Linked DNA regions of Mus musculus: regions 1, 2, 3, 4, 6 and 7 are each linked to region 5. A link is a contact called in public Hi-C, HiChIP or PLAC-seq and promoter capture Hi-C data. All regions are on one chromosome and are shown on one strand. Each heading gives the region's core, a stretch centred on a gene start, on an enhancer-like site or on the middle of the called end of the contact. The rest is flanking DNA. Distances are from core to core; before and after follow the strand shown. Region 1 holds the start of Clpp (caseinolytic mitochondrial matrix peptidase proteolytic subunit). Region 2 holds the start of Mydgf (myeloid derived growth factor). Region 3 holds the start of Mllt1 (myeloid/lymphoid or mixed-lineage leukemia; translocated to, 1). Region 4 holds the start of Sema6b (sema domain, transmembrane domain (TM), and cytoplasmic domain, (semaphorin) 6B). Region 5 holds the start of Tincr (predicted gene, 20219). Region 6 holds the start of Tnfaip8l1 (tumor necrosis factor, alpha-induced protein 8-like 1). Region 7 overlaps Hdgfl2 (HDGF like 2).

Region 1 (3,908 bases), core at 1,260-3,759, 440 kb before region 5:
CCAGCAAGCCACAAGGGCAAATGTTGTTTGAGGGGTGGGGTGGGGGACATGATCAGACACGTACACGTGACAACACACACAGAATTAAGTAAAAGGAACCAAAGGGCTGTTAGCCACCTCTCAGCTGTGCATCAACATAGTAAAGCTGGCTACTTCCTGCTCGTCCAGGCCCACGGGCCCAGCACAAGGCAGACGCGAGCTTTCTTACTGTCCACGTGGAGCTGGATGAGAAGACAGATGCGTGCCTAACTGACAGCCCGCCCAGTGTCCAGTCATTGAAACCGCCCAGCCTTGAGCAGCTGAGAAGTATTATCTGGTGACGGTGCTCTCCACCAAACCTAACAAACTGAACTCAATTCCCAGGACCCACAGGACAGGCAGGAGCCCACATCACATGGACCCATACATATCAGGGAAAACCCACAGGTTGTCCTCTAATCTACACGCACACACACAGTGGAATGTACTCACCCATCCATATACACAGAAATAAATGTAACTTAATATTTTTCTTTTTTTTAACCAGTCTTTTCTTTTTCTTTTCTTTTCTTTTCTTTTTTCTTTTTTCCAAGACAGGGTTTCTCTGTGTAGCCTGACTGTCCTAGAACTCACTCTGTAGACCAGGCTGTCCTCGAACCCAGAAATCTGCCTGCCTCAGCCTCCCAAGTGCTGGGATTAAAGGCGTGTGCCACCACCGCCTGGCTTAATATTTTTCTTAAAAATGAACTATTTCTTCAGAGTTTGGTGGTTCAGCTAAACTAAATCCCTAAGGTGAGAGGACTGCAGAGGATCTGGGCTATCTCTGTCTCAAAACAGGCTTTGTTTGTTTGTTTTAATTCAGCTACTCTCGAAGCAAGGGAGACTGCTCAGTTGCTAAAATGTATGTGGACTCAAGTTCAGATCCCCAGTCCCCACAAAGTAGGCATGGCAGCACACACTTGTAATTCTAGCACTAGGGAGGTGGAGGCAGAAGGACCCTCAGGCTCATTGACCCGGTATACTAGCATATTTGGAAAGTTCCAGGCCAGTGAGAGACCGTCTTAGAGTGATTTTTTTCTCTCTCTCTCTTTTTGTTTTTTTTTGTTTTTTTTCGAGAAAGGGTTTCTTTCTTTCTTTCTTACTTTTTTTTGTTTGTTTGTTTTTCGAGATAAGAGTTCTTCTCTGTGTAGCTCTGGCTATCCTGGAACTCACTCTGTAGACCAGGCTGGTCTCGAATTCAGAAATCAGCCTGCCTCTGCCTCCCAAGTGCAGGAATTAAATGTGTGCACTACCATACCCTGCTTTGAGCGATTTTAAATTTTAGATTCTGTAGGAGGCACAAGGCTGCATGTCTTCCCCAAAGGGGCTATCTCTGACCCCACAACCAGGCTGTCCTGGCTTACCTGGGCTGTTGATATACATATGAATGGGCTTCTTGTTGCTTTCAGACTGTAAGAACAACAGCTGGGCAATGACCAGACTGGCCACACTGTCGTCAATCTGCAGGTGGGGAGAGCAGAGGTATCCTCAGGTTGAAGGTGGGATGGATAGAGGCTTAAGGAGTTGAGGCCCTGGGAACCAGGAATTTCCAGCACAGGAAGAGATGGCTGGGGAAGCCCCAGATAGTGGAAGACCCTAAGCTGGGGACAAGACTGGGACGGAGTGCTCTCCTAGCAGGCAAAAGGCCCTGGGTTTAAGCACTGCCTACACCTGGTCTGGTTTAGGAACCTCATCCCTCCCTCAAATGTCCTGTCAGCTACATGGGGAGTTCAAGGCCAGCCTGGGACCCTGACTCAGAAGACCAAAGGATAAACTGAAACAAAGAATGGCTGACAACAGCAGACTATGGTAAGAATGCACATTTTACATTCCAACGTTTGGGAAGCTATGGCAGGACGATGGAAAGGTAGGGGCTAGCCTGTACTACAAAGCAAAAATTTTGCTCAAGTTTTTTTTTTTTTTTTTTAAAGAATGTTTAAGGTCAGGGTCTAGGGCCTAGGGTCTAGGAGGTCACCAAGGATGAGGGGGAAGAGGGGGTTATATGACACAGAGCTTGACAAAGGATAAATGTTGGTGAGACAACAAGGTGTGCCCGGGAAGGACCGGGGTCGCTCACCGGGCCCATGACGCACACGATGCGTTCCCGCAACAGCCTCGAGTATATGTCATAAGCGCGCTCGCCTCGACCCTTCGTGGGAAAAGAAGATGTGAAAGGTCATCCTCCCTTGCACGCCGACCGACTACAAGCCTCCGCGCCATGTCCCCATCAGGTCACCGTACCGTCTGCTCCACCACTATGGGGATGAGCGGGAAAGCTCGCGTCGCAGTTCCATGCAGGCTCCTCCGCAGGGGTGAGCAGCTCACAGCAGTCCATGGCGGGGAGAAATGCACGGCAAGGCGAGACAACAGAGCGCGACATCCGTCCACAGCCACCCGGGCCTCCCCCAGCAGCACTCTGGGCCACATGACGACGCGCACTCCGGCTTGGCTTCCGGAACTACAACACCCGGCGTGCTTTGCGGGAGTCACTGGCTCATCCACTTCCGAGAACAGAATAAGCGGAACTGAAGAAGGCGGGGATAAGTCTGTGGGTGGGGTCCTCGTTAGAGGTAGGCGTTCGAATAAATAAGAAAAACCCGCGTATTAGTCCCATGGAAGTTCTCGGACGAGGTTGCGCTGTTCCCGGTGCCCACGCGGGAAGAAGCTCACGGAGGTGCTCACCAAAGGGTGAGAAGAGGCTTAGGGGACGCACCAGCCCACCACCATCGTCCCGCAGCAATCAGGTCCACGTGCTGGCCTGTAACCAATTGATCTTCCAGAACTACAATTCCCAGCTGCTTTGCGACCCCTGACTCCCGTATAGGCTCGCTAGAGAAAGGAGGAGAGTGTCTCTGGGACAGGACTTAGACCAGGAATCGCCAGGGGATTTATTGAACAATGTAGTTTAGGGCATTGTGAACACTGAGATAGGAGAGGAGGCCTGGATCTTGCCACAAGTTCTGGACGTTCGCTACACCTGTATTCGTTTTCAGAGGGCGTCCAGCTTTCTAGAAGCGTTCCTTTTTTGTCCAAGTAAAACTGGAGGGTAGGTAGACAGTGCCTACTGTCCATGTGCATGGTCCTATACCTTGAGAAATACTGTGCCCGCCATCTCGATCTGTCGCCGTAAGACCAAGATTCTGGGAGCTCCCCCCACCGCCATACCTGCCTCGTCTGTGCCTACGTTGCAGCTGGAGGCTCTTGGAAGAGGTGAAACTGAGCCATTGAACCTGCGACAGTCAGGCAATCACCTCTGCATTCATCTTCTTTGTCTTCCCTGCAACTCTTTTAAAAAAATAATATAGATATAGATATTTAGATATAGATTTATTTATTATTATTCATAAGTACACTGTAGCTGTCTTCAGATGCACCAGAAGAGGGCGTCAGATCTCATTAAGGGTGGTTGTAAGCCACCATGTGGTTGCTGGGATTTGAACTTAGGACCTTGGGAAGAGCAGTCAGTGCAACTCTTTTTAGCAGCCACACTTTTTCCCACGTGTCACTCCCCTCTGCCCTGTGCTAGGCTCCTTTACAATACATCTGTATCGGGCTGAGACATCATGCTCTGCTACCACCTCAGGCACATTCTGGAACTTTCTTAATTGTCGCCTGATGTAAGCATTACTTAAAGCGGTTGCCATGTTCCCTGAGGAAGATACACTTGCGTAACTGGAGACTTGTACCTTTAAATTGCATAAAAGCCAGACATGACCATCAAAAGCCAGAGATGTTTTTCCCTAGAGCTCTCCAAACGACACAGGCTCTTGTCATTACTCTGGGTTGCTCACCATAATTAGATGACAAGACTCAGTTGCTGAAGACACCAGTCACTTTGGTGTCTTCATGGGTCATGCAGAAACCAAACTGGAATTGACCTGGAGATTTCC
Region 2 (3,831 bases), core at 551-3,050, 370 kb after region 5:
TGGGCCGAGGGGGCAGTGCTTGGATTTCTGAGAGGGGCAGAGATGTCCAGGTTGAGGATTGGTGGAATTTCCAGTGCTGAGCTCAGGGGAGGCTCAGTGATTGGTGGGCTTTTTTTTTTTTTTTTTTTTTTAATGGGAATCTCAAGGGACTAGTGGGTTTTCCTGCTCAGCGATTGGTGGCTTTTTTTTTTCCCACCCCCTTTCCCTGCATCAGGCCCATGGCTAAGGGTGGAAAGTCCTTTCTGGCTGCAGCCAGCTTTTGCTGAAGCGACATCTCTGTGGGACTGCTGGGGGTGGGGTAGGCTGGGGAGGAGATGAGCCACTGTGGACAGCTCCTGTGAGGGCTGCAGGCTGAGATGTCACTGGTGCTGCCACTTTTGACAGCACTTGTGGGACACTTTACTGCAGCAGCCCATAGGCTGGGGTGGAAAGGAGGACCCCGCCACTACTCTGATGGCTTTTGTGGTGCACCGCTCAGGGACTACAGGAGGACTGGGATGGGGCAGGCTAAGGTGGCATCAGCAGCCATTTGAGAGGAAATGAGGTACTTGTAACTAGATAGAGGATCACTTAGCCGTAGAGTCTAATTTTAAGATACTTATTTTCTGTTGTGCAAGGCTGCTTGCCCCAATTCACATGTAGTGAGAACAGCTTTTAGGAGTCAGTTCTACCACCATCTAGTGACCAGGGCTGAAGTCATGGCTGCAAGCCCTTTACTCACTATTCCATCTCGCTGGCCAGTGGAAAGATGGGAAAATTATTCAGCAGCAGAGGGCTGGCCAGGCATGCTCTAGGTCCGGTAACAGCATAGCAACACCTGTGACCTATAGGAAGCTGCAAAACCGGAAGAATTCACTTTTAAAGTATTGCTATTATTATATTATTTTCATGTCTGTCTGTGTACCACATGCATACCTGGTACCTGCAGAGGCCAGAAGAAGACATCGGATCTCTTGGAAATGGAGTTAAAGTTGTAAAGCACCATGTGGGTGCTGGGCTTCAAATCTTGGTCCTCTATAGAACAGCCAGTGCTCTTAATTGCTGAGCCATCACCGCAGCCCTCACAATAAAATATTTTTGAAAAATATGCCGGGAAGTGGTGTCGCACACCTTTAATCCCAGCACTTGGGAGGCAGAGGGAGGTGGATTTCTGAGTTTGAGGCCAACCTAGTCTACAGAGTGAGTTCCAGGACAGCCAGGGCTACAGAGACCCCCCACCAAAAAAAACACAAAAAACAAACCTTAATACACACACACACACACACACACACACACACACACACACACACACACACACACATATATGTAAAATATGTTACAAAACAAAAAACAATCAACAGGTGGTGGTGGAGGCCTACGCCTTAATCTCAGCACTCAGGTGGCAGAGTCAGGCAGATCTCTGAGTTCCCGGCTAGCCTGGAGAGATTTCCAGGACCTTGTCTCGTCAAAACCAAAAAAATAGGACAAATAAAAGTGAAATAAACCATATTTATTAACAAATGGATAATCTAACAAAATTAAACACTGTCAACCCCCATGTTGTCCTGAAGTGAGTCCGGGAGCCCATTTAAGTGAGATATAAAAATATCCGGGGGGGAGGCAAAAGTTACCTGCAAACTCCAACCCAAACAAGCGCCAAGACGAAGTCGCCCTCCAGGCATCCGCGAGCGTCAATCAGAGGCGCTGTAGTGCATCACGTGCCAAGTCGAGTCCCGCCCCACCATGGCAGCCAAATCGGGCGGGGCGACGTTGTCACCGTTCGGCGCTGACGTGTCCCGCGCGTGTCACTCCACGTTCGCGAGCGCCTGCGCATTGCCCCGGAAGCAAGATGGCAGCCCCCAGCGGAGGCTTCTGGACTGCGGTGGTCCTGGCGGCCGCAGCGCTGAAATTGGCCGCCGCTGTGTCCGAGCCCACCACCGTGCCATTTGACGTGAGGCCCGGAGGGGTCGTGCATTCGTTCTCCCAGGACGTAGGACCCGGGGTACGTGCTAAGCCTCCTGCCCGGGAATCGATGCCTATGGACTTCCGATCAGGTGGTCCTGGAGACCGGGTGGAGTGGCAGAGGCAGGGTTACCTGAAGAAGGGACCTGGCTGCCTCGTCTGTCTTCTGTCAGTCACTCCCTACCTGCAAGGCGACTTCCCCTTGCCCATCTCATTGTAGAAAAGGGAATACTGGTTGATAAGAGCAGCGGATCTAGGGGACTGGCTATACAGGTCGCACGTGGGTTACTCACTGAACCCGGACTAGAGCGGGAGCACCCCCCAAGCCTTACACGAGTCCATCACCTCTCCTTTCAGCGAGCCAGCAGTCAGCCTAGCCTCTGCCCGCCCCAGCTTGGCTTCTGGGACAGCGGTGTCCCTAGTGACCATTTCTTGAGACCATTACTATAGTCCTGTGCTTTCTGGCAGGTTTGTGTTGTGGGCAGGAAGCAGTACAAGCTTGTATCTAACAGGAGCCCCGAGTACTGACCTCATAGGTGATGTTCTAGGGATGATTGCTGAAGGCCATTTGACCTTCCTAGGAAATCACAGTGATTTGAGCAAAGTTCTGAGCTCCTGAGAGGAGAGAGATCTGGTGGCCTCTGGAGGGTGTACTGAGGGATGGAACCTAGAGTCTCACATCGGCAGAGCCAGGGTTCTGCCCCGCCCTAGGCAGGGGCTCCACCCCTGAGCCACATCCCTAGCTCCTCATTAGGGGATTCTAGGTGGGACTCCACCCCTGAGTCACCCTCCCAACCCCTCACTGCTGGATTCTGGACAGGCTCAACCCTTGACCTTCTGGGCAGGGGCTGATGTATATCTCAGTCCTTTTTGATCTGTTTTACATCGGGACAGCACCTTGCTAAGTCACCCAGGCTAGCTTATGTCCCAGTTCCCAGTTCTGCGTCAGCCTCCTGGATACCAGAGATGATGTGCATACAGGACCATGCCCAGTATGCTAGGGTCTTGGTTCTGAGTATTGAGATCTTTGCTCTTCAGCCTCCTTTTATTTCTCCTTCTACAGAACAAGTTTACATGTACATTCACCTACGCTTCCCAAGGAGGGACCAACGAGGTAAGTTCCTCAGGGTGTCACACGACTGGTGTCAAGGGAAAGTGGCCAGACTCCCGAGGCTCTAAAGTCCCAGTCCCTTGAGCCTGAAGGACTTCTAGTTGCCTTGGCTTCCGCCTAATGGAATCAGCAGCCCACAGTGCTGATCCCTGACTCTTAGTCTATGTGTAATCAGTGAGCCACCAGAGCCTGGGACAGTCCTCAGGGCAGCCCGTAAGCTGGCAAGAGGGCCGATACCTCAGCAGCACCCAGGGCATCGAGGTGAACTGTTATGAGGTTAGCTGCCTGTCCCACACACAAGTTAGTTCATTCAGTGGAAATACTGGTGTATCCAGAACCTTGGACATGCATGTTCTGAGCAGAGCTTTCCATAGGAGCAATGAGTGGAAGTGTCTTAGTGTCCACGGATGGGCAGGGGTACACAGCACCTCAACAGTTGGAATATCACACACCCGTGAACAAGAGCGTTGCGTATGGCATGGAGAGGGTTAACAGCCCTGCTCGTGGCATCGAATGAATGAGTTTATTATGTACATAGCAAGTAAGGAAAAGAAATGGAGAGGCTACAGACAGCAAAACCATCTTCAGTTAAGTACTCAATGAGCAGAAACCAGCATGCAGTGACCACAGAGGCCCAAAGTGGGCATCGGATCTCCTGGAACTGGAGTTACAGTTGTGAGCCACCATGTGGTTGCTGGGAATCAAAGTCAGGTCCTCTGCAAGAGCAGCCAGTGCTATAACCACCGAGCCATCTCTGCCGATCCTTGGTTAGTGAATAA
Region 3 (4,125 bases), core at 1,441-3,940, 380 kb before region 5:
ATTGTTCAGAGGTGTGGCGGCTGTCATCTTGGTGCTGCGGAAGCTGAGGCAGGAGGATAGTTATGAATTTGAAGTTAGGCTGGGGTACAGAGTGAGACGCTGAGTTAAAAACCCAAAATAACTCACATTAACAAATAAGTGTGTGTGGAGGCACATACATTTAATCCCAGCACTTGAGAGCAGAGGATTTCTGTGAGTTTCAGGCCAGCCTGGTCTACAGAGTAAGTTCCAGATCAGCCATGGCTACATAGTGAGACCCTGTCTCCAACAAGACAAAACAGAAAAGTTAAAAACTTCATATAACTAGACAGATAAATAAATAAGTAAATAACAAAGTCACTCATTAGAGATTTCAAAGTGGTGAAACCCCCCCCCCCCAATTACTTTTTCTGTTTTTATTGCTTGGGTTGGGTTTTCTCTGTCTGAAGAGCTCATTCACTGATTTTGTGCCATGAAGTGGTATAAATAAGGACTCAGGACAGGCATCGCCTTCAAAGCTTTTCTTCTGGTTATTGAGATAGGGTCTCACTCTGTAGCCCAAGATGGACCTGAGACTGCCCTGCCTCAGCCTCCAGAGTACTGGTTGAATTGTGTTCCTGGCTTTGCTCCCATTCCACACTAAGTCCATCCCTCCCCAGATTCAGCCCTTACCATCTCACTTCCTGTCTTTGAATCTGACTGCTCTGGGGACCTCCCGGGAGTGGGATCCTGCAGTGTGTATCCTGTGTTTCATGTCACTGAGCAGATGCCAGAACGTCCTTCGTTTGTCTGCGGATAGTCTAGTATATTCTTTTACACTACACTTTTAAATACATCAACACTTGGGCCATTTCCCCATTCAATCTTGAAGTTGTTTTTGTCTTTGTTTTTTAATTTTTGTTTAGGGTGTGGGAGTGCCAGTCATAGCACATAAAGAGTCCATTCTCTCCACTTTAATTTGGGTTCTGGAGGACAAGATCCAGGTCCTTGGCTTATCTCTACAAGACATTATGCAGAAACCGTTCCCTGCCAGCTCTCTTCAGAACCAGACCGTCGGGGGCCTCTCCTCAGTTACATCCGTTTACCTGATCTAGTCTTTCTGAACGATGAGTGAGCCTCAGTCATCGTTAGGGCTAGTTAAACCACTGGTGGCATAGCACCTTTACTCCATGAACAAGGGAGGGCTTTCTCACCACTATCTTGAGGTCACAGTCTTACTGCCTCCACCTCCAAGTGTAGGGGCTTGGTCTGGTACTGCTTGTATTTAGGTGCTAAATTCTGTATCCCAAGGTCTAGTTGCCCCCAAGGAGGAGATCCTCACATACCCCAAGTGATGCTACGTATGTAACCTAGCCTCCCAAGTCAATTAGTCAATAAAAGGCTAAAGCCTGTGACTGGGCAATAGATAGAGGTAGGCAGGTTTTCAGTTACCTGGCTGGAGGTTGCAGGTAGAGAAAGGAGACTAAGAAAGACAGGGAAACTGGAGGAGGCCGCCACGAGAGGAGATGGACCATAAGCATGTGGCCAGGAAAAACAGCACGTCACAAGGGACACATGGGCAGGGATGTAAGTTAGAATAGCTCCAAACTAGTTCCAAACTAGAATAGCTGCACAACCTAGACTTACGGTTTGTAAATAAAATACCTGGATTGTGTGTGTGTCTTTTATTCAGGTTAGCAAAAATTTGTATTGCCTTTTATATCCAAGTTCTAGGATGATAGACATGTATCTCTGCACTTGGCTTATAGAGTCTTGAGGCTAGAACCCAGGGCTTCATCGTTCTAGCAGAGTGCTCTACCAATTATGCCCCAGCCTTGGCCTTCAAGTAAAAAAGTGAAAACAGAGCTGTGGGTGTAGTTCAATGGCGGGAGCCCTGAGTTCAATCCCCAGTTGTCAGTATCCACAGTCTACGGTTGACTACTGACTACCGTTCCTTTCCCTGCGTTGAATGAATGAGACCGCTGATCATTTAGAATGGCTCCGTTTCAGATGTGCACTGTAACAACCACAGAAAGAAGAACCACCTCCGACAAGTTTTTTTGTTTGTTTTTGTTTTTTAAAAGCTTACATTTTAAATGGTGCGTGTCTGTGTGCGAGCGCTAGCACCTGTGTGCAGTGCTTGAGAAGGCCAGAAGAGGTCACTGAAGTCACAGGCTGGTTTTTTACAGATGCACAACCCTAGCCTTTGCAAGGAGAAGTGGGCTGAACCCGCTGGCTTTACAGGATCCAGACCGGTAAACTAACCACCGGCGCTGTCACGCAGGAGCACCGAACATCGCCAGCGCTCCCTCCCTCCGCAGGGCTCGAACTTAAACTCTTAGGGCCTTTTTAGGGACGTCCCCTCTAGAGCCGCTCCCGGGGCGCAGTGCGCAGGCACCGCGCCACGGCCTGGCCCAACCCCTCCACGTGCGGCGCACACCTCGCGCCGCTCAGCAGAGCTCGCCTCGCGCCTCCTTCACTCCCTCCGCCCGCCCCCCTGCGGCGCCGGCTTTCTATTGGCTGACGGCTTCGTCGTTCTGACTGTCGCCCGGCGGGCCCCCACCAGCCCGGAAGTCCCGCCCCACGCGCGGGTCTCTGGCCTTCTGACAGGCTCGGAGGCTTGTCCATCGGCGAGGCCGGGCCCGAGTCGGCGGCTGGGGGCCCGCGGTCGCTGAGCCGCCCGGGCTGGCGGCGGTTTCCGGTTCAGCGCGGCTGGCGGGCGGGCGGGCGGCCCGGAACGGCGGCGGCGGCGGTGCGGCCCCCGACAGACAATGAGAGCGGCGGGGCGTTGCTGAGCGGCGGCAGCGAGAGCGACGCGGGCCCGGGGGCGGGGCGGGCGCCAGTCATGGACAATCAGGTAAGAAGCCTCCGCCCGGGACTGGCCTCCCGCTGCCCTGCGCGGCGTTGTGGCCGGCCCTGCGCGCACACCGCCCCGTGGGCACCGAGTTTGCGCGCGCCCACCCGGATGGGCCCTTCTCCAGCCACTGCGACCCCGGGGCGTCCTTCCCCCATCGCCATCTCGGGATGCCCCTCCTCCACTGTGACCCACGTACCCCTCCCCCATCGCGACCCCAGGTCTGGTGCAGAACCCTTTGGGATCTAACTCAGCACCCCAGTGCCACCCACTCCACACTGGGGAATTCTCTGCCAGCGTAGTGTATCCACACCGCCGCGGCATCTTGAGGGACTCAGCCTGGCTCAGAGCCCCGTGAGACACCCCTTAGAATCCCGGAGTACCCCCTGGGCATCATACAGGAGCTCAGGGCTTCAACACCTTAGGAACTCCATCTCATTCCAGAGTCCCCGGAGGCGCCCCTTAGGAATCCAGTTTACACACAGACTCCTGAAGTGTTTATCAGGATCCCAGGGATTTAGCGCCCTGGGCATCATCACAGCCTGGAACCCTTTGGGATTCCCCTTAGAGCCTTGGTACTACCTTAGCACCCTGGGGATCTCCCGCCTGGTCCACAGCTCTCCAGGAAGACTTTTGGAATCCTATAGCCACTCACAGCACCATGGGGATCCCGTCCTGGCCCCACATCCCCTGGGAAATCATTTAGAATCCCAGTAGAGAATGGAACCCATTGGGATTACAAAGCCACCCAGTCTAGCCGGGAACTCACGTCCCTTATGAATCCAAATCTAGCCAGACTCCCTTCAGAACTCCAGTACACCCCACAGCTCCTGGCATCCTTGTATGGCCCAGAATCTTTGGAAACATGTCTCAGAACTTAAGTGGGTCTTCCAGCCCCTGTGGTCCCTAGCATGAATCAGACTCTGTGGAGAGTCTACACAGAGTCCCCACAGACAGGGCTAGTAACTTTAGGATGCCCCCCCTACATATCCTCTTAGATGCTACACCACCCCAAATAGGGCCTGAGCCTCAATCTTTTTTTGGAAGATTCCTTCTTCCTGGGCCCATGACCCCAAATCTCCCCAAACTCCAGGGAATACCCCCCCCCCAACCAGGTGCTAGCTTCAGGTCTGTTTTGAATGCTCTCTGCCCAGCCACACCCTCTCTCCATCTAAGACACTCACTTCAGTTCACTTTTCCCAGCCTCTTGGGTAGCCTGCCTCCTCTACCTCTTCCCCTCATGTCACCCAGCTCTGTACCATGTGAGCTCCTCCCCATCTTCTTTAGATTCCCCTCACCCAGGGTCACATCCT
Region 4 (4,234 bases), core at 828-3,327, 410 kb after region 5:
CCCAATCCACCCGACCCTGAGCCCCTCCCCAGTGGCCATCGCCCCCCCACGTGCCTCTTGTGGGGAAGGGGCTTCAGGAGCGTCTGACGTCACGGGAGGCCTCAGCCAATCACAGCTACCCTTTGAGCAGCCCCGGGGGATTCCCTGGTCACATCCTGGACCCGGAGTGATACTGAGTACAGTGGAGTATAGATGACCCTCCCACCATCTCAAGCTTGGACTCTATGAGCGCCTGGCATAGAGAGGGAAACTGAGGCAGGGAACTGCCGGGATAGGGACCCAGGTGGCCCGTTGCAAGTTGGTTGCCCGGCTCCAAGTGGGCCCAGAGAGGGTCAGAGAGCTGCCTGGCGTCACACAGCAAGCAGGGCAGAGAAGCCTCAGATTCGCAGGAGCAAGAGGCAGCCAGAGCGAGTCTTCTTCGCTGTGCCCGGACCCAGCCTCCCCCGTCCAGAGTCTTTGAGGCCGACTGTCCCTCCTGCGGTCTCCCTAGACCCCCTCGCACCCCTGGGCCGCAAACCGGCCGTGCACAAGGTGTCGGTAGCCTCGGGCGTCCCCAAAATCCGTACTGGAATCTCTACCGCCTGGAGCAGGGCGAGAACGCAGCGCTGGCGGAAGCAAGGGAAACTGAGGCCCAGGGGGCGGGATCTTCCTGGAGCCTCACAGCTGAGGAAAGGGGTGCTGGGGCTAACTCTGGAGGACTCAGACAAGGTCCTGTCTTCTTGACTCTCCATGGCTATCAGGTCAGCTCCTAGACCGGCTGGAGCCGGCTGGGGGAGGGCGACTTGACCTCCAGGCCGGTCTGTGAAAGAGGCGTCATTCATGACCATGGGGCCTTTGTTCAGACAGGTCTCCCTGGGGACAGGCCATCCCTGCACCCCCACTCTGCCTTGCACTCCCTGCCAAATCCACCCGTGAGCCTTCAGGGGCCCGGTGTCCCCCCTCCCCCTCTGCCACCCCCAGCAGCCACTGAGCCCTCTGCACCTTGACTTTTGCAGCCACTGGTCACCTTGGCAGCCACCCTCCCATTCCCCCCGACGCCCCCCTGGGCCGAAAAACATTGTTAGAGCTGCGCTCAATAAATGTTTGCCGGACAAATTGGTTCATAGGCCAAGCAGAGTAGGCTGAGAACTGGCTTCATCTTCTGCCTCAGTTTCTCCACAGAAGCTGTGTCTGGCTGATATGCGGCAAAGCTGATGGGCCACAGTGAGGTCTCAGCCTGTCGCCACAGTGGTGACACCAAGGAGTCTGCTCCAGCCCCTCAGGGTGTGCACAGGTCAGAGTTAAAATCCTGACACCCACAGATTTGGCTGTCCCGGGCAGCTCACAGTCCCAACCTTTGGTTGAGTGTCCTCAGCTGGATGGGCTTCAGGGCGACCCTGTGAGCAGGATTCAACTCCACACACAATTACAAAAGCAGTTGTGTGGTGCTTACTGTATACTGGAGGTGCCATCAGTATACTTACTGTATTCTGAGGCAATGCCTAGCCCAATCGGAAAGAGGTTTTCATTCAGCGTCATGGCTGGGATGAGGAGGGGCTTTGGACAGAGGGAAACTGAGGCATGGAAAGAGATATCTTGCTGTCCCAATGTCCCTCAGAAAGTGAGTGTTGGCGGCGTGCTGGGGCAGGCCTTTAGCCTAGACTCCCCAGGAGAGTCTGTCTTAGTCAATCAATCATTATAAATAAAAAATGAGACCTTGGTGGTTTGACTCAATGATGTCATGAGCCACCAGGACCGTGGGACCACGTCCATGAGGTTCCTGTGTGTGGGTGACTGGTCAGATGAATTGGGAATTCACTAGAATATACCAGAAAACATCTATGGAGTGCCTACGGTATACTGGAGATGCCCAGAGTCAGAACAGCGCCCAGCTCAGTGCGGGAGTCGGTGGTCTTCAGAACCACCCCAGTAGAGAGAAGTGGGAGGCAGAGAAAGGGAAACTGAGGCCAAGGATGGTGGAGGCGCCCCCTCCCGTCCGTGCTCCGCTCCTTGGTGGTCTGCTCCGGGTTTTGCGAAGCTCCGAGCTCGGGCGCTGGGGGCGGAGGTGGCGGAGCTGCGAGTCGCAGCGGCGGCGGCAGAGATGCGGCCCCGGCCGGGACACCGCGCTGCGCCCCCGCGGGAGCCGCCCGCGCGTGGGAGCCCGGGCTGAGACGCTGCGGGGCCGGGGCCGGGGCCGAGCCGAGCAGGTGCTCGGCCTGCGCTGGAGGTGAGTGCAGGGACGGACGCGGGGACGCACCTTGGACAGATGCACGGGGGACAGATGCGGCGACGGACGCAGGGACGGACGCAGGGACAGACGCAGGGACAGATGCAGGGACAGATGCAGTGGGCATGCACGCACCAGGCGCGCACAGGGCGCGGGCGCCTCGTGCAGCGGCACTGGCTTGGGGGGCCCCCCGCGTGCGGTCGCAGCTCCAGCGCCCTGGGCGGGGCTAACGGGCTGCGCAGCGGGCGGGGATTGCAGCCAAGGCCCCGGCTCATCGCGCCGGGGCACTGACAGTGGCTTCGAATTATTGGGGTGACGGCCTACTGATGGGGGCGGGGGAGGGGGCGGGACACATAGCCGCGACCTTTCGTGGGTCCCCACGCGGCCCTGTGCACCAGCTGTCCCCAAGCTCTTGGGTACCGGCTGGTCTTCGCCGGCCGCGCAACTGACATGGGGGGGGGGCAGTCCGCGGCCAACGCCCCCGCTGCAGCACAGCCCTAAGCTGGGCTGCCAGCCCCCCCCCCCAAAGCCTGACAATGGGACAAAGGAGCGTCTCTGGCAGCCGCGCGGGGTGGGTGCCACCGTGGCCCCCCTGGCCGACCGCGGTGCTGATTGGTCCCTGGAGCGGGGGTCACGTGCCCCATTCTGCTCTCCACTGCCGACTTTGGGGCGCCTCCCCAGGGCTGCTGCCAGGCCGAACCCCCCACCTTGGCCTCAGATGGTGAATTCTAGGCCTACAACAGCCCTGAGGTCGGGAGGGACTCCTGGGTCCCAGGTCCTCTCTGCCTGGTCTCTGTCACTGAACCCCCAACCCCCGCCGCCTAAGGTCGGTGTCACTCTCATCTGAGGTTCCCAGGTCTCTGTCACCTGCCTGAGGTCTGTGTTGCTCCCCATCTGAGGTCTGTGTTGCTCTCCAGGTCTCCGGGACCCTGGCAGGTCTGTGTCACACTGCCTGACGTCTGTGTCACCCCCAACTTCTTATTTTTTACCTGCTCGATGCCCCAATCCCAAACTGAATGTGATGGAGTTGGGAACCCCAATATTGCAGGCCAACAAGCTTTGGGTGGAGGAGGGTGGCCCTGGGGACAGAATGGCTGGAGGGACTTGCCAGAGCGCCTCTGCCTGGTTACAACGTGCCTTTCTTTCTCTGTATCTTGGACTCGGGTTTTCTGGCTGATTTTCAGGGTGCACGATTGCCTGCGGGCTATTTACAGAGGTTAGAAGTGGGAGAGGTTTGAGGTTCAAGGCCTGGACCTAGACATGGCCTAATGTTGTCTGGCCTGGCCTTCTGGCTGGGTGGCCACTGCTCTCCACTTGGTAGACGGCAGTCTGGGGGTGTCTTGCATCTTGTATTTGTGTCCATCAGCAATGGTACGGTGGCTGGAGGAGGTGGGGAAACTGAGGCACTGAGCGCCAATTGGGGCTTTCCTGTATTGTGAGGCCCTGAGTTCCACAGCAAGAGAGGGAGCTCTGCTCTTTCCATGAACTGAAATGCGAGTCCCTGTGCCTTCTGAGGGTGGCTCTGGGTGTCTCAGGCACTGGCAGAAAGTGAATTGGAACTTTTAGCTCCTCTGTGTGTTCTGGGGCAGGTGGTCAGTCTCTGTGCAGCCTCCTCAGGACAGGGTCTGCCTGCTCCTCACTCCGATGCGTGTGTCCCAGGGCCTCCTGCTCCTCCATCCTCCGGGACTTTCAGACCTGTCCATCTGTCGGTCTGTCTGTCTGTCCATTGGCAGAGGGCAGGCAGGCGGCTGCCCTTGGAGGAGGTGACGTCAGCCTGCGGCCAGGTGAGTGGGACAGAAAGGTGACTGGCGTCTCCTGGGAAGACGAGTGTCCTGAGCTGACCCTGGGTGTGGCCCTGGAGGGGGCAGCTGGGAGCACGGACTCTGCCACTGAGCTGGGAAGTGGGAGTACTTCCCAGGGTGGTTGAACTTTCTGAAGTGGGAGGAGACGACGCTAAGGTTGGTGGAGCAGGAGTTTCATCTCTAGGGCCACACGGAGCCAGGGAGGGAGGTAGAGGAAGCGAAGAGA
Region 5 (4,216 bases), core at 668-3,167:
TCCTGTCCATCGTTCTCCAGCAGAGAAGTATAAAAACAGACTATTTGGTAACCATTTTATTGTATTCTAGTCTCAGCCTGTGAAACACCAAGCTTTTCTTTTTTACATTTACAAGAACATTATCCAGGAGGTGATAATGCATGCCTTCAATCCCAGCACTCAGGAGGCCGAGGCAGGCAGAACTCTTTGAGTTTGAGACCAGTTTGGTCGACAGAGTTCCAGGTCAGCCAGGGCTACACAAAGAAACCTTGTCTCCAAAACAAAAAGAATTTCATGGAGGCTGGGGGTGAGGCTCCCTGGTAGAGCCCCGCCTAAAATCTTCCCATTGAGGGGCTGGGATGTGACCAGGGATAGAGCCCTGCCTAAAATTCTCCAGTAAGGGCAGGGAGCGTGGTCAGGGGAGGCCTTTCCTTGTCAAATGCCCACCCTCGGTTTCCATTTTTAGTTTTACATGAAGGATGTACCATTTTTCATAAACCTGTTAAGTTGTCTATCCATTTTTCTATCTTATTGTTGGTTTCCAGAAGCTTTTTACGTACGGTGGAAGTCAGTCTTTTTTGTCTATTTTGACTATTGGAAATTTTCAATGGCTTTGTTGCAGTTTTCATGTGTGAAGTGTTTGTGTGTAGGTGTTTTATATTTGCATGTTGTCAGTTATTAATCTTTCAATTAAAGGCTCCCTTTACAGATACTTACTGAACTGTGTGGGTGGTGAATGTGGGCAAATGGGACAATTAATGTCACCCTACACAGCACACTGAGATATATTTTTTCCTATATATTCTCTTACCTGTCTTTTTTGGGAGTAACAGGGGTCATGATCTCTCTTTGATAAAGCTGACCTCACAGGAATCTGCCTGCCTCTGCCTCCCAAATGCTGGGATTAAAGGTTTGCACCACCAAGATGTCACTGGGCTAAATTTTTAGAACGTTCAGTTTGTTTTTCTTTGCGGAGTCAAAGTTAACACCTAGAATGTTCTCTCAGCATTCCCATTCCTGGGTAAGTGTAAGTCAGGGCCTTGTAACAACAATGTCTTTTTACAAGACCCCAGTAGACAGGCAGAGACACTGAGGTAAGGGGAGGAGAGGCTGTGGCAGGAGATGACAGGGTTAGAGGCCACACAGTGACTACTGCATTGTTGCTGGTGACAAATGCCCAGAGTTTGTGTGTCAGAGGCCAAGTGCAGAGGACAAACTGCTCTATCCAGTGGGGCAGTGAGAGCATCGGGGAGGGAAAAGGCGTGCTTTCGGAAGTGTGCTGGAGAGGCGGCTGGCTCCCAGAAATGGCTGTAAGGATCGGGAGGCTGGAACTCGCTTCTCTCCTCATCAAGCACTTGCTGAACTGAGTGGGTGGTGAATGTGGGCAACTGGGAATGTTGAACTCTTACCCATCCCCTGGAGCCCCACCTCCAGTGCACGTGAACTTCCAGGCCAAACCTAGACGTCTGTCTCCCCTACTTAGACCCTGTTCCTAACTTGATGGCCATAGAGGGCAAAGGCCCAAGATTGAGGTTTCTTTGGAGCCCACAGACACAAAACAAGTACAGATACAGATTAGGGAGGAAGTTCTAGAGTGTTCCCTGGAATAATAAATAAATGGGTGGGTGGGTTACACTGCCTTCCTTGCCACCCTTCTCTCCTCCTCACTTCTGCTTCAAAAGCAGGACCCAACTCCACTCCTCCAATACACCAGGCTCTCCATCCTGCCACAGTGCTTTCGTATAGCTGCGTTCTTTGCCCCAGGGCCTTTGATGTATGCTGTGCACAGGAGAAATGTTTGTCATGGAGGCCTGGGCTGGGCCAGCCAATGTCACCACCCCTGTGGGCTGCTGCTGTAGCAGGGCGTGCCTAGGAGGGGTGGAGGCAGGTGGCTCAGCCGGTCTAGCAGGTGCTGACCTGCGAGAGAGTCTCAGGCTGGCAATGGCCATGGAGGAGCTGCGGCGAGGGCTGTCCCGCTGGAAGCGCTACCACATCAAGGTACACCTAGCCGACGAGGCATTGCTACTGCCACTGACCGTGCGGCCCCGAGACACACTGAGTGACCTGCGCGCACAGCTAGTGGGCCAGGGTGTAAGCTCTTGGCGCAGAACCTTCTACTACAACTCTAGGCCTCTGCCTGACCATCAGACAGTTCGCGAAGCTCGCCTGCAGGACGGCTCAGTATTACTTCTGCTCAGCGACACCAGGTGACCAGGGATCTAGGCTGGGACTTGGGCTAGAACCTGGTAGGATCTTGAGCTCTGGCTTATGGAGGTTGGCCCAGTGGGATGGTGATGGCTTGGGGACATGGTGAGAAAGACCTCTGTGACCGTGCCTGCTTCCTCTCGGCTCCATTAGCTATGTCGATATGTGGTGTGAGCTCCAGCGGTGGCTCTGAGGACTCCCTGCCCTCATTTCTGTGTATCTGGCTCTGGCTCAGCACGTCTCTCTGTATCTGTGTCCTGGTCTCTGTCTCTCTCTGCACACCGCCCCTATCTGTTTCTTCATGTCTCCGAGTGTCTCCATCTCTCTCTCAGTTTCTGTCCACTCATCTAAGAGGTCGGTGGGATGAGCAGCCCTGGGCCACTACTGCACTCCCCATCCCAAGCCCGTCACACCTTGTGTCTACACTGGCCTCAGTGTCTCTAGTGGGGCCCGGCTGTATAGTGCATCACCACCAGTATGAAGACACTTCAGAGCGATCCTGGACTAGCTGGAAAGACTTTAGTCGTCACCGCTTGTCTTTATGTTCACCCCCTCAGGTAGGAAATGGAGGAGATGGAGCGATGATTTTAGGGACACAAGATGCTGGCTGAAGGAGCAAACTGGCCCAGGCACCACATCTCTCTCTTCCTGGGAGTCCAGTCGTACTTCAGGTAAGCCATTCATGGGAGGCCTGAGAGATGGTGGGGAAACTGAGGGCCTCATGAGGTGGGCACATTAGCCTTATCCTTCCATCTCCTCTGTTGGCTCAGCACTGGTGTCCCCATCTGTGTGACTTTGAGAAGTTCTCTACTCTCCTCTGGACTCTTTACTTTGATGCAGACATAAACTGACTGTGCTTTGTGGGCTTGGGTCCACAAGAGCTCTGCCTGCAATTCCTGTAACAGACACCAGGACAAACGGAGCAGCTTTGCCTGCAATTCCTGTGGTGTCCACCAGGGGGATCCTAGCACTGTGCCTGCTACAGAAGGGCCTCAGGATTGTGGGCAACCACTGCACTCCCTTCCAAGCCCAGATCCAGGCTATTTGGAGAAGGGAAAAAGGGCCATTAGCTTGGAAACTGCTGGTTGACATCCCTGGGCCCACATGTCCCTTGCTGATCCAGGTGCTGGGCTTCCAGAGAGATGCCAACTCCCCAGCCCTGCTGATGCCCACTGCCTCTGGTGTTCCTGATGGTGACTTCTGACATTGTCGTCCAGCCCTCCATCCCCCCAACCCCGGCAAGGAACCTTCTGGTTGCTCTGTGGCCTTAGGACCCTCCCTTGGGAGCCTCTGCTGCCTGGATCGACCTCTGTCCATCCCCAGAGCACAGCCTCCTCGGGGAAGCTCAACAGGCACACTTCCTTCTTTGGAGGACCCACGGGGCTCCAGCTACGAACAGAACAGGAGGACACTCTGATCCAGGGGGGTCTTGGTGAGCCCATAGGTGTGCAAAGTGGTCTGAGTATTTCAGCACGTGCTGTGGGGGCTCTACTCCACAGCTCCAGTGTTGGGTGCTATGTGACCCTGCCCCCCATTGTCCCTGTTTCCCCCCACCCCTTCATGTGCTGGGGGACTACACTGTGAGCCCAGAAGGAAATAATGTTTTAATTAAGAGTTGTACAGGCTGCAGGAGGCAGAGCAGGGCAGCTGGGAACTGAACCATGGTCTTTGGAATCAGGGTTGCTAGACATTCGCAACTATGCAGGCCTTGGGGGTGTGGGTCCCTCTCTGCCTCCCCAGTCTCCTTCTAGATCCACCAGGCTGTTGTTCAGCTGTGGGGGAAGCTGCTGGCCCTCTGGGAGAGCTGCTGGGGAGTGGAGGGGAGGCTGGTATTGAGGGGCGAGAGAAAGCATTTTGACATTTAACAAACCTTATGCAAATTGCATGCAAATTACATGCAAATCACTATTCATTTCTTCAGGCGGACAGCCTTAGCGTGTTCAGAAATAATAATGTAGGGCCTGTTCCTTGGTCCCAGTCCTGGCGGTCTTCCCTCCCTGCCCTCCTCCCTCTCTCCCTCCCTCCCTCCCTC
Region 6 (3,958 bases), core at 784-3,283, 390 kb after region 5:
CCTGGGGTCCACCCTAAAATTTGGGAGCCTAATGATCTAGTCTGGGAATCTTCCAGAGCTATGCACACGGTCAACCCTACCACGGTTCTTTCTTTGGTCAGGACTACAGAAGACCCCACCTGCACAGCACCCTCTGGAGTGGTTACCTCCGCTGGTTTCCACATGGGGAAACACAGGGTTGGGGCTCAGAAAAACCATGCAGGGGAGACACTGGGGTTCTTGGAGGAGTGAGCTCACTGGGCCCCCGGATCAAGTCTCACTCTCTTTAAGCCTCCACTAAGCCCTGGATGGCACCTGAGTCAGTGGGTGGCACGCCTTCCTGTGGCCATGATTATTTGGCCTGTATGCTGAGTCCCCTCATACGGAATCAGATTTTTGTGAGGTGAGTCCTAGCTTGCCTAGGGCTGAGAGAGTAAACTGAGGGACAAGTCTCTATGTCTCTTCATACCCTCAGGATCCACCACTCACCCATTACGGAACTAGCAGCCCTGGCCCAAGTCTGGCTCACCATGTGTGGGAAGGCCCAGGGCAGGTGTTCTGTGATGACTCTCTTTGTTCTGTTACATTGTACAGTCCCCATGGCCCCGCCCTCATCCCTCCCAGTCACCCACATCCTAGGTGCGGCCCAGATCATGAACTTATTATGTTTTAAAGTTGTCGCTGCCTGTGTTGATCTGCCAGGGTTGTAGAGGGCTCAGCACGCACAAAGGTCTCAAGTGCAAGGACATTCCATGTGGAGAAGAGGCGGCCACTTTGAGGTCCCAGGACAGAAAAACAGGAAGTTTGGCACTCAAAGCCTACATTCCTGTTCTCTCTCTCTCTCTCTCTCTCTCTCTCTCTCTCTCTCTCTCTCTCTCTCTCTCTTTCTCTGTTGGCTGTTGTTTGTTACAGGATCTCTATACATAGTTATGGCTAGCCTGGAACTCACTTTGTAGACCTGGCCTCAAACTTACAGGCATCCACCTGCCTCTATTCTAAGCACTGGGTAAATGGGTAAATGTCCTGGTATATGTTGTGTTTGGGCCGGAACCCAAGGCCTCTTGCTTACTAGGTGAGCACTCTACGCACTGGGCTACACCCTAGGGTCCCTTTTGTTTTAGAGACAGCCTCGGTGTGTAGCCCACCCTGGCTCAGCCTCTCTTTTGTCTGTTTAAGCACCCCCAAGAAGCCTCAGGGAGTCACGAAACAACTGTCCCAAGTCAGACAGGGAAACTGAGGCTTATAATTAAGTTACTTGTTCAAGTGAGTCAGGTTTGTCTGAGCTGTGTCCTAACCCCAAGGCAAGGTGTTCAGAGGCGTCACAGCCTGGAGCTCGGGAAGTGACCCAGAGGCCTGTTTCCAGTTTAGTGTTCCACCCTGTCCCTCTCCAGCCCCGCTGCTCACAAAGGTGACAAACCAGAATATGGTTCTGGAGACAGTGTCTCCATCTCTCTGGCCATCCGCAGCCCATATTCTGGACCCCAGTTTATCCTCCAAACCAACACTGAAAGAGCCAGGAGGCTGCAGACCTGGATCAGGTCACCTGCCAATTATGTGACAGCCACTGTCCCAGTTCCCAGATGGTAAAACTGAGTTCAAGCCCTCGGGCAATGGGAAGCTTGAAGTGCCAGTCCCAGTCAGGGTAACCCTGCACCAGCCAGAGCCACAGTGGGGTCCAGCTGGCTACCTCAGAGAATACCTAGACCATTCTGGAGTCAGGCTGCACACTTGTACAGAGCCAAGTCCATCAAGTGTCCTCTTGAGGACATGTGTTAGGACTATTACAGTAGCCCACAGCAACCTGCTCACAACACCCATGCTCCCACAGTCAGTAATAGGTATACAGAGGAAACTGAGGCGGGATATACAGAGGACGGTGTGGGGATAGGAGGGGACGGAAAGAACCCAGGATAGCCAATGCAGGACCCCATCGCTCACCTGCTCCTCGGGATGTGTCAAGCCTTCAGTTTTCTGTAGGTGCCTCTGTGGGGCCAGAGGCATTGGCCGCTGGATCTGAGCCCGGCCGCTGGCTAGGAGGCCACGCCCCCGAGAAAGGGCTCGCCCCCTCTAAACGCTCACTGGCTCAGCAAATGGTAGCGCACAGGCAGTGTACGAAGGAGCCAATGGCAGCAAGCCTCTGCCAGGAGGTGGGAGGCATGACGCGGGCGTGGGCGAGGGCGTGGTCTGCGGCCGGGAGATTCCTCCGGAATAGCGCCGGCGCTGGGTGCCCAGCGCAAGGGATGCCGTGGCGGGAAAGTGTTGGAAGGAAGAGGAAGGAGACTGAGACAGAGAAAAATGGGGTATACGTGCACCGCGCGACAGAGATCTGAGAGGCCAAAGCGAAGAGAGGCGCCTCCGCGAGACACCTGCATCCCTCTGAGCGGGTCTCAGTTTACCCACTAGGTAGTTAGAGTGTCACCTGGGACTCCCATGACAAATGCACCCCAACATTTGCCTTGCAACAATTTTGGGGTTCCTGAGTACTGCGGAGACTCTCTTTCAGTTGGTGTCTCTGGAGTAAGGGGGGAGGCACTGTGATGACCTCCCTGACAGAGGCCAGACAGGGCCAGCTACCTCCCAGGGGGCAGCTGTGAGACCTGGAAAATCAGTCTGGGAGTGATTCCCACACTCCCACCACCCCCAACCCATCCCCAACACCCCCACCTTACTCCAAACTCCACCCCAACTCAACCACGGGTCTGCACTTCCTGTGCCTGGATGGCCCTGTCACAGCAAGGACACTTGGAAAAGCCTCATCTGCCATCTTCCCTCTTCAGAAAGCCCCCTCAGGTGTTTGCTGACTGCATTCTAACCTTCCTTGCATGAGCCTTAACACACAAAACTAAATCCAGGCTTTTGAGAGATAGAAATTGAGACCCAGAGAAACCTTAAGTGACTTGCCTAGAGCAGCACAGACCCAAGTGGCTTTCCTGATTTCAGATTGTCTGTGCTCTGGGCCAGGAACTTACAAGTTCAGTAGCCATCCCAGCTCTGCCGGGTGCTGAACATGGCCTCTATCTGCTCTGTACCAGGAGCTCACCCTTGTGACAGCCACACAGGACCCTAGACAGAGCTCAGTATCAAAGACAGAGACCACAGCTCTAGGTTTTTCATACCCCAGTATGAGCCAGGGCAATTAGTGTGTTTTTGAGGTGTGTGGGGGGAAGCAGGTGTCACTGAAGCAGGTTTGGGGGCTTCTGATTTTTGAGCACTTAGAGTCTGAGGAACCCACAGATATCATAGGTGTGATAAAGTGGGGATCAAACCCAGCTGTGTGGGTTCAGGGCTAGAGCCTACCCCTCCCACTTGCCTAGAGTCCCGTGGTGAGAGGCTGGGTCGTGGACAGGGTGGAGCCTCTGCCTAGAATTCCCCAGTGAAGCCTTGAGTGGGCTCTTGTGAGGATGTGGACTGTCTTCCCTGGCTCTGCCAGTGTCTCCCTCACCAGGTCCTCACAGAGTCTAGCAGAGGTGCTCTGGTGCGCTTGATCCTCTAGATCAAGTGGGCAAGGGGGCATGGGCGGAGGTAGAATTATTTCCTAGCATGCAGGAAGCCCTAAGCCCCTACCCAGCTTAGAAGCAGTAGTAAATAATAATAATAATAAACAACTTACAAATTGTCTGTAAGGATGAGGGGACACACACCGGACCATATAGAAAACAATTGGAAATTTCCGGAAAACCTCCATGACCCCAGGGCATTCCCCACCTAGGTACACTCGAGTAGAAAGATAGATTCTGACATGAGTTTATGGCAATTTTAATTGAATTATTCACCGTAGCCAAACGATGGAAGCAGGCTACGTGTCCATCACTGGAGAGAGGAGATGAGGCATGCTGCCTAGAGAGGGGGGAATATTACTCTGCCTGGAAGAGAGAGGCCATTCAGACACCAGGTCCCCATGATATCTGGTGATGTGAGCCACACACAGATGCATCCCGTACAGTCCCACTCCCAGGAGTTCTCTGCATTGATCAGAGCC
Region 7 (4,245 bases), core at 1,176-3,675, 450 kb after region 5:
GCACTTCCTGATGAGTTGAAAGGGCTGGGTGATATCTTTCAGCCCATGACAACTGAGGAACAAGGTGAGTGCCTCTGCCCTTCCCTATCACGGGTCCCTAGAGCCTGGGCTTTGGTGAGACCCTATACCCATTCTGGGTGTCTCAAGGCACCTTTCAGACTGAGTCTCATTGCCTTCCTCCAGCTCAGCTGGCAGTCTCAGAGTCAGGGCCCCGAGTACTCTCTGCTGACCGGGGAAGCTACTACATCCGTCTGGGTGACCTGGCCCCTAGCTTCCGCCAGCGGGCCTTCGAACATGCCCTGAGCCACATACAGCACAACCAGTTCCAAGCCAGGGCTGCACTAGCCCAGCTCCAGGAGGCCTTCCAGATGGTAAGAACATCTCTCATCCCCACTCTGGATTCCTCCAACTGGTCACTAGCCAAGTGCCCAGTGGGCTAAGCCACCTGCATGCAGAGGGAGCTGATGCATGGATGTACCGGCGACATCTAGGGAGCTGAGTGTGGGGCTGCAATCTGTGAACCTAAGGGAAAGGGTAGTGTGGGTGACCCCGCTCTAGCAGGGATTCTTTCCCCAATATTCCACCCACCTCCAGAGTTATGCTGGGTATCATGGACACAGAAGCCTAATATTCTGAGTCTCTGACATCTGTCCACCTCCTCCCTGGCCACAAAGCCCCCCTGTACCCTAAACAGATACCCAGGGACTATGGAAAAGACAGAGGTATGGTGTGATGCAAGGTGAGATTCCTGGGGAAAGAGCATGGTAAGAGTGGTCAGGGGACAGAAAGGAATCTGTGTGGACATGCAGAGAAGAGTAGTAGGGTGGGAGATGAGTGGACAGAGGAACCACCACCTGGCCTTCCAGATGCCCTCATGGGGACTTTGTGTTTTGGCTGCACCACATATGGACTCAAGATCCAAGTACAGGACTGAGTGTTCCCACCCCTTCTGGGCCCACTACCTGTCCTGTGGTTCTTTTTCCAGACAGACATGACCATGGAGGCTGCATGTGGGAAGCTGTGCAGTGACCAGAGCTTGAACACCATGGTGGAGGCTGTTGGTAGCCATGAGGTGGGTGTGGCATGGGCCTTCCTTCCCACTGCCCCTAGTCAAAGCTCTGTCCCTCCTTACCTTTCTCCACCTCTGCAGATGCGGGCTTCCGTGGCTCAGGACAGGCTGTGCACCCTCGCCCATCAGCTCCATGCAGCTTACAGCAGCCTAGTAACCAGCCTGCAGGGCCTGCCAGAGGTGCAGCAGCAGGCAGGGCAGGCACGGCACAGCCTCTGCAAGCTGTATGGCCTTGTGTCTTCGGAGGCAGGTAGTGAGCTGCAGACAGAGCAGCTGGCCCAGAGCAGTGCTGGTGTTGTTGAGGCCTGGCAGGGCCTGGAGGTGCTGCTTGAGAAGCTGCAGCAGAACCCTCCACTCAGCTGGCTGGTTGGACCCTTCACCTCGATGCCTTGTGGCCAGCTGTAGGCACCTGAGGGCTGGGTGGGTGGGGTCCCAGGGACCATGCTGTGACCACAGCTGGCTGTACTTCCCCAAAGCTCTGGATTGAACAGGAGCAGAAGATCCTCGGAAAGTGAATTTGAAACCAGCCACAGCTCCTGCTATTTCTAAGAACCAATGATCCCTTCCCTCCAAACTAGCCACCAAGTCTGTTCAGATACAGGCCACACAGACCCCCACACAGAGTAAAGAAGCATCACGCGTCCCCACTGGCCAGCTTTCTATCCTTGGGGCTCTGACAGTCTTTCCAGGGCCCATAGCTCTTCTCTACGAGTGGTGTCACTCCAACCCAGGCCCTACTCTGGGCAGCACAACCACAGATCTTAGCTAATGACTATGTCCTTGTTCCCTGGGACTAGAATGCACAGCCATGCTGATGTAGGCTCCTACAGCCGCTTCTGCTACTTACTAGGGAGAAATGCTGCACAAAACCACACAATTACATTCCAGGCTGCTATAGGCCTGACTCAGGCCTGCTCTGCTGAGAAAACGAGAGTCATATATATATCACTGCATGGAAACAGGGTTGATCTGACAGGCCCAGCACTGCTGAGTAGCTGTGGCCTGTACAGGAACATGGCCTGCAGCCTAGGGTTGAAGACTGTACTGAATGGGGATATGGGCAGTTGATGGCTCCTCTCCCTTGCCCTACGCACCCAAGATAGAAGCAAACAAGATGCTGGGGCACAAGGCACTGACTCACCACCAGGCCAAGGCCACAGCCCAGCCCTCCCTGAACCCCAGCAGTACTAGTGACCCCAATCTTCCAGCCCCTTTATCTCTTGGAAAATAACAATGTCCACAAGCTTTAGGCCTGGGCCAGCTGTGGCCAAGGAATGCCATGATAGAGACGGCAAGGAGCCTTTCCCTGACCTTCTGCCATGTCAGCATCAGGGTGACACTAGACCCAGCCACTGGCAAACACTGGGCTCAGAGCCTGCAGCTAAGCTTTCCAACAGATGGCATGAGCCTCATTACATCATGCCAAGTTATTGGTGGCTATTGAGGCAGGTGGATACAACCAGGAGGCATGTACCCAACTCGTGAGCCCACTGGGAACACAGAAGAGTGGGGAAGCCCCTGCTGAAAGCTACAGTGAGAGGGGGTTGGGGTGGTGTGGACTGCAACACTCCAGCCCAGAGGCCGAGCTGCCCCAGAGGCACTTTGCTGGTCCCACCTGGGGGTCCCTGCACAGCTAGTGATGGATTTCTGTTGGGTTGTCCTTAGTGTCTGCTTCACTCAAGCTGGTAGAACAGGCTACTCGCTGCACTAAGAGTTCTGCCAGCCTGTGGGTATGAGACCTGCCCTGAATCAGGTCTGGCTCCCTATACTGCTCATGGTAGCCAGCACCTAAGCCAATAAAAGCTGTTTCTTTTTCATTACAAAATTCTTTATAGCCATTTCATGTCAATTGAAATCACAGAACTAGGCAGAAAAGCCCAGACCACAAATACAAACAGCGCAGCACTTCCCTGGGAGGCTGGGGATGGACATGGCACCATGGCCACAGTGGCTGGAGCTCAGCTGTCCTCATTGTCATCATTGGCAGACTCAGAGGCCAGCCGTGTCCTCTCATGGTCCTGACGCTCATTTCCAGGCTTGGCTGGGTCCGAGTTGTCGCGTGGGCTGCTGGGGGCATAAAGAAGGTTGGTAAGCATGCGGTTGCCTGGTGTCACCATGGAGCTAATGGGTCGGTGGGCAGCCAAGGAAGGGTGACACTCCTGTCAAAGGCACCTGTGCCTTGTATGGCCTTCCTGACCCTCCCCAGTCCAACTGTAGCTCAGTCTGGTGGTCAGTGCTCATGGTGGTTACTGGAGGGCTAGACCTAGACAGTCAGCAGGGAGTTCTTTCCCAGAGTACCAGTAGCTGGAAGCCTGGGGTGGCCTAATGTGGGCCAAGATCAGAGTGTTGGTTGGCCCCAGCATGTGGTAGGGGCAGGGTGAGGGCTCCATCGTGCAGGGAATGCACCTGATGTCCCAGGGACTCACTCATGCAGCTCTTCTGAGGAGCCACCCCTGGGGCCATCTTCAGAGTCCTGCCCGTCTTCCTGTGCTCTGTCTTCCATGTTCTCCCCCTTCTGGGATGTGGCCTCACCATTCACAGGTGCTGACCGATCTAGGGAGACAGAGGGTCATTATGAACACACAGCTTGCCTTTCATTAGAACCCTCCTCACCGGGGCTGGTGAGATGGCTCAGTTGGTAAGAGTACCCGACTGCTCTTCCGAAGGTCCAGAGTTCAAATCCCAGCAACCACATGGTGGCTCACAACCATCTGTAACGAGATCTGACACCCTCTTCTGGAGTGTCTGAAGATAGCTACAGTGTACTTTACATATAATAAATAAATAAATCTTTTAAAAAAAAAAAGAACCCTCCTCACTCAGCTGGGGTCAAACTTACAAGCAGTTTAAGTGCATATAGGTGCTATGGCCCAAAGAACACTTCCAGCACCCCATTTCTAGCACCTAGTAGAGCTTGAACACACTGTGCCAGCTGCCCCAGAATGAGGTTAGGTCTGGCAAGCTTGCTGGGGACAAACATGGCACTGTTCCCCTGCCCTCTGGCCTGGTGCAGGCAGCCCTCACCGGTGCTGGGCTCATCCTCTGCCAGCTCTCTGGGAGCCTGCTCCCCCGGCTGCTCCTCTAGCTTCTCGTTATCGGCCCGTTCCTTCTCGGCTCCAGCCTTGTTCACCTTCTGGAGAGCCTCAACTTTCGGCCCCAGGACCCGTGACTTGAGC

What was found. Promoter capture Hi-C pulls out the DNA fragments that hold promoters and counts their contacts. A called contact is a pair of places that touch in the nucleus more often than the background predicts. HiChIP or PLAC-seq counts read pairs in DNA pulled down with a chosen protein or histone mark.
Region 1: a contact with region 5 is called in a promoter capture Hi-C map of liver, with 5 times the contacts expected there. The contact joins the promoter of Clpp here to the promoter of Tincr in region 5. A contact is called at or near these places in 6 of 39 promoter capture datasets (embryonic stem cells, hematopoietic stem and progenitor cells, liver and 2 more).
Region 2: a contact with region 5 is called in a promoter capture Hi-C map of pre-B cells, with 9 times the contacts expected there. The contact joins the promoter of Mydgf here to the promoter of Tincr in region 5. A contact is called at or near these places in 8 of 39 promoter capture datasets (the 3T3-L1 cell line, the C10 cell line, hippocampal neurons and 3 more), 2 of 15 datasets of contacts at CTCF or cohesin (embryonic stem cells and large pre-B cells), 7 of 484 Hi-C or Micro-C datasets (cerebellum, cortical neurons, embryonic stem cells and 1 more), 8 of 115 datasets of contacts at active chromatin or transcription factors (the NIH/3T3 cell line, cardiomyocytes, embryonic stem cells and 3 more) and 4 of 9 other capture datasets (adipose tissue, embryonic stem cells, liver and 1 more).
Region 3: a contact with region 5 is called in a FOXA1 HiChIP or PLAC-seq map of pancreatic cancer cells. The contact joins the promoter of Mllt1 here to the promoter of Tincr in region 5. A contact is called at or near these places in 1 of 39 promoter capture datasets (pre-B cells), 1 of 115 datasets of contacts at active chromatin or transcription factors (pancreatic cancer cells) and 1 of 9 other capture datasets (adipose tissue).
Region 4: a Hi-C map of pro-B cells shows a contact between it and region 5, with 5 times the contacts expected there. The contact joins the promoter of Sema6b here to the promoter of Tincr in region 5. A contact is called at or near these places in 7 of 39 promoter capture datasets (the 3T3-L1 cell line, hematopoietic stem and progenitor cells, hippocampal neurons and 3 more), 2 of 15 datasets of contacts at CTCF or cohesin (embryonic stem cells and large pre-B cells), 10 of 484 Hi-C or Micro-C datasets (B cells, the Ba/F3 cell line, the G1E-ER4 cell line and 5 more), 2 of 115 datasets of contacts at active chromatin or transcription factors (bone marrow-derived macrophages and large pre-B cells) and 2 of 9 other capture datasets (embryonic stem cells and macrophages).
Region 6: a contact with region 5 is called in a promoter capture Hi-C map of pre-B cells, with 7 times the contacts expected there. The contact joins the promoter of Tnfaip8l1 here to the promoter of Tincr in region 5. A contact is called at or near these places in 18 of 39 promoter capture datasets (the 3T3-L1 cell line, 3T3-L1-derived adipocytes, the C10 cell line and 12 more), 2 of 15 datasets of contacts at CTCF or cohesin (CD8 T cells and large pre-B cells), 6 of 115 datasets of contacts at active chromatin or transcription factors (double positive thymocytes, embryonic stem cells, fetal liver and 3 more) and 2 of 9 other capture datasets (embryonic stem cells and liver).
Region 7: a promoter capture Hi-C map of liver shows a contact between it and region 5, with 5 times the contacts expected there. The contact joins the enhancer-like site here to the promoter of Tincr in region 5. A contact is called at or near these places in 13 of 39 promoter capture datasets (the 3T3-L1 cell line, 3T3-L1-derived adipocytes, the C10 cell line and 8 more), 1 of 15 datasets of contacts at CTCF or cohesin (large pre-B cells), 8 of 484 Hi-C or Micro-C datasets (B cells, the G1E-ER4 cell line, cerebellum and 4 more), 2 of 115 datasets of contacts at active chromatin or transcription factors (embryonic stem cells and pancreatic cancer cells) and 3 of 9 other capture datasets (adipose tissue, embryonic stem cells and liver).

What each region holds. Positions count from the first base shown.
Region 1 is chr17:56,988,865-56,992,772 of GRCm38.p6, reverse strand. Clpp (caseinolytic mitochondrial matrix peptidase proteolytic subunit) reads right to left here and starts at 2,509. Exons shown (of 6, transcript NM_017393.2): 1 at 2,260-2,509; 2 at 2,096-2,167; 3 at 1,383-1,479. The coding sequence starts at 2,445. It overlaps Gm33509 (a long non-coding RNA gene), which reads left to right and starts at 2,850. Exons shown (of 2, transcript XR_385672.4): 1 at 2,850-3,064.
Region 2 is chr17:56,181,889-56,185,719 of GRCm38.p6, reverse strand. It overlaps Mydgf (myeloid derived growth factor), which reads left to right and starts at 1,800. Exons shown (of 6, transcript NM_080837.2): 1 at 1,800-1,981; 2 at 3,005-3,055. The coding sequence starts at 1,829. It also overlaps a transcript of Tnfaip8l1 not described here.
Region 3 is chr17:56,933,953-56,938,077 of GRCm38.p6, reverse strand. It overlaps Mllt1 (myeloid/lymphoid or mixed-lineage leukemia; translocated to, 1), which reads left to right and starts at 2,690. Exons shown (of 12, transcript NM_022328.2): 1 at 2,690-2,815. The coding sequence starts at 2,804.
Region 4 is chr17:56,138,186-56,142,419 of GRCm38.p6, reverse strand. Sema6b (sema domain, transmembrane domain (TM), and cytoplasmic domain, (semaphorin) 6B) reads left to right here and starts at 2,077. Exons shown (of 17, transcript NM_001130456.1): 1 at 2,077-2,206.
Region 5 is chr17:56,552,088-56,556,303 of GRCm38.p6, reverse strand. Tincr (predicted gene, 20219) reads left to right here and starts at 1,917. Exons shown (of 4, transcript NR_130128.1): 1 at 1,917-2,186; 2 at 2,742-2,855; 3 at 3,308-3,616.
Region 6 is chr17:56,160,566-56,164,523 of GRCm38.p6, reverse strand. Tnfaip8l1 (tumor necrosis factor, alpha-induced protein 8-like 1) reads right to left here and starts at 2,033. Exons shown (of 2, transcript NM_025566.3): 1 at 1,918-2,033.
Region 7 is chr17:56,099,236-56,103,480 of GRCm38.p6, reverse strand. Hdgfl2 (HDGF like 2) reads right to left here. Exons shown (of 16, transcript NM_008233.4): 14 at 4,094-4,245; 15 at 3,496-3,622; 16 at 2,876-3,136. The coding sequence ends at 3,028. Plin4 (perilipin 4) reads left to right here. Exons shown (of 8, transcript NM_001372234.1): 5 at 1-64; 6 at 184-371; 7 at 986-1,072; 8 at 1,151-2,894. The coding sequence ends at 1,474. Among named protein-coding and RNA genes, the nearest start is that of Plin4, 8.4 kb to the left of the region's middle. Within about 2 kb of position 2,425, at least 20 of the 459 cell types and tissues checked have an H3K27ac peak or open chromatin away from gene starts, as enhancers often do. A contact at or near this core is called in 3T3-L1-derived adipocytes and liver, where this site is marked.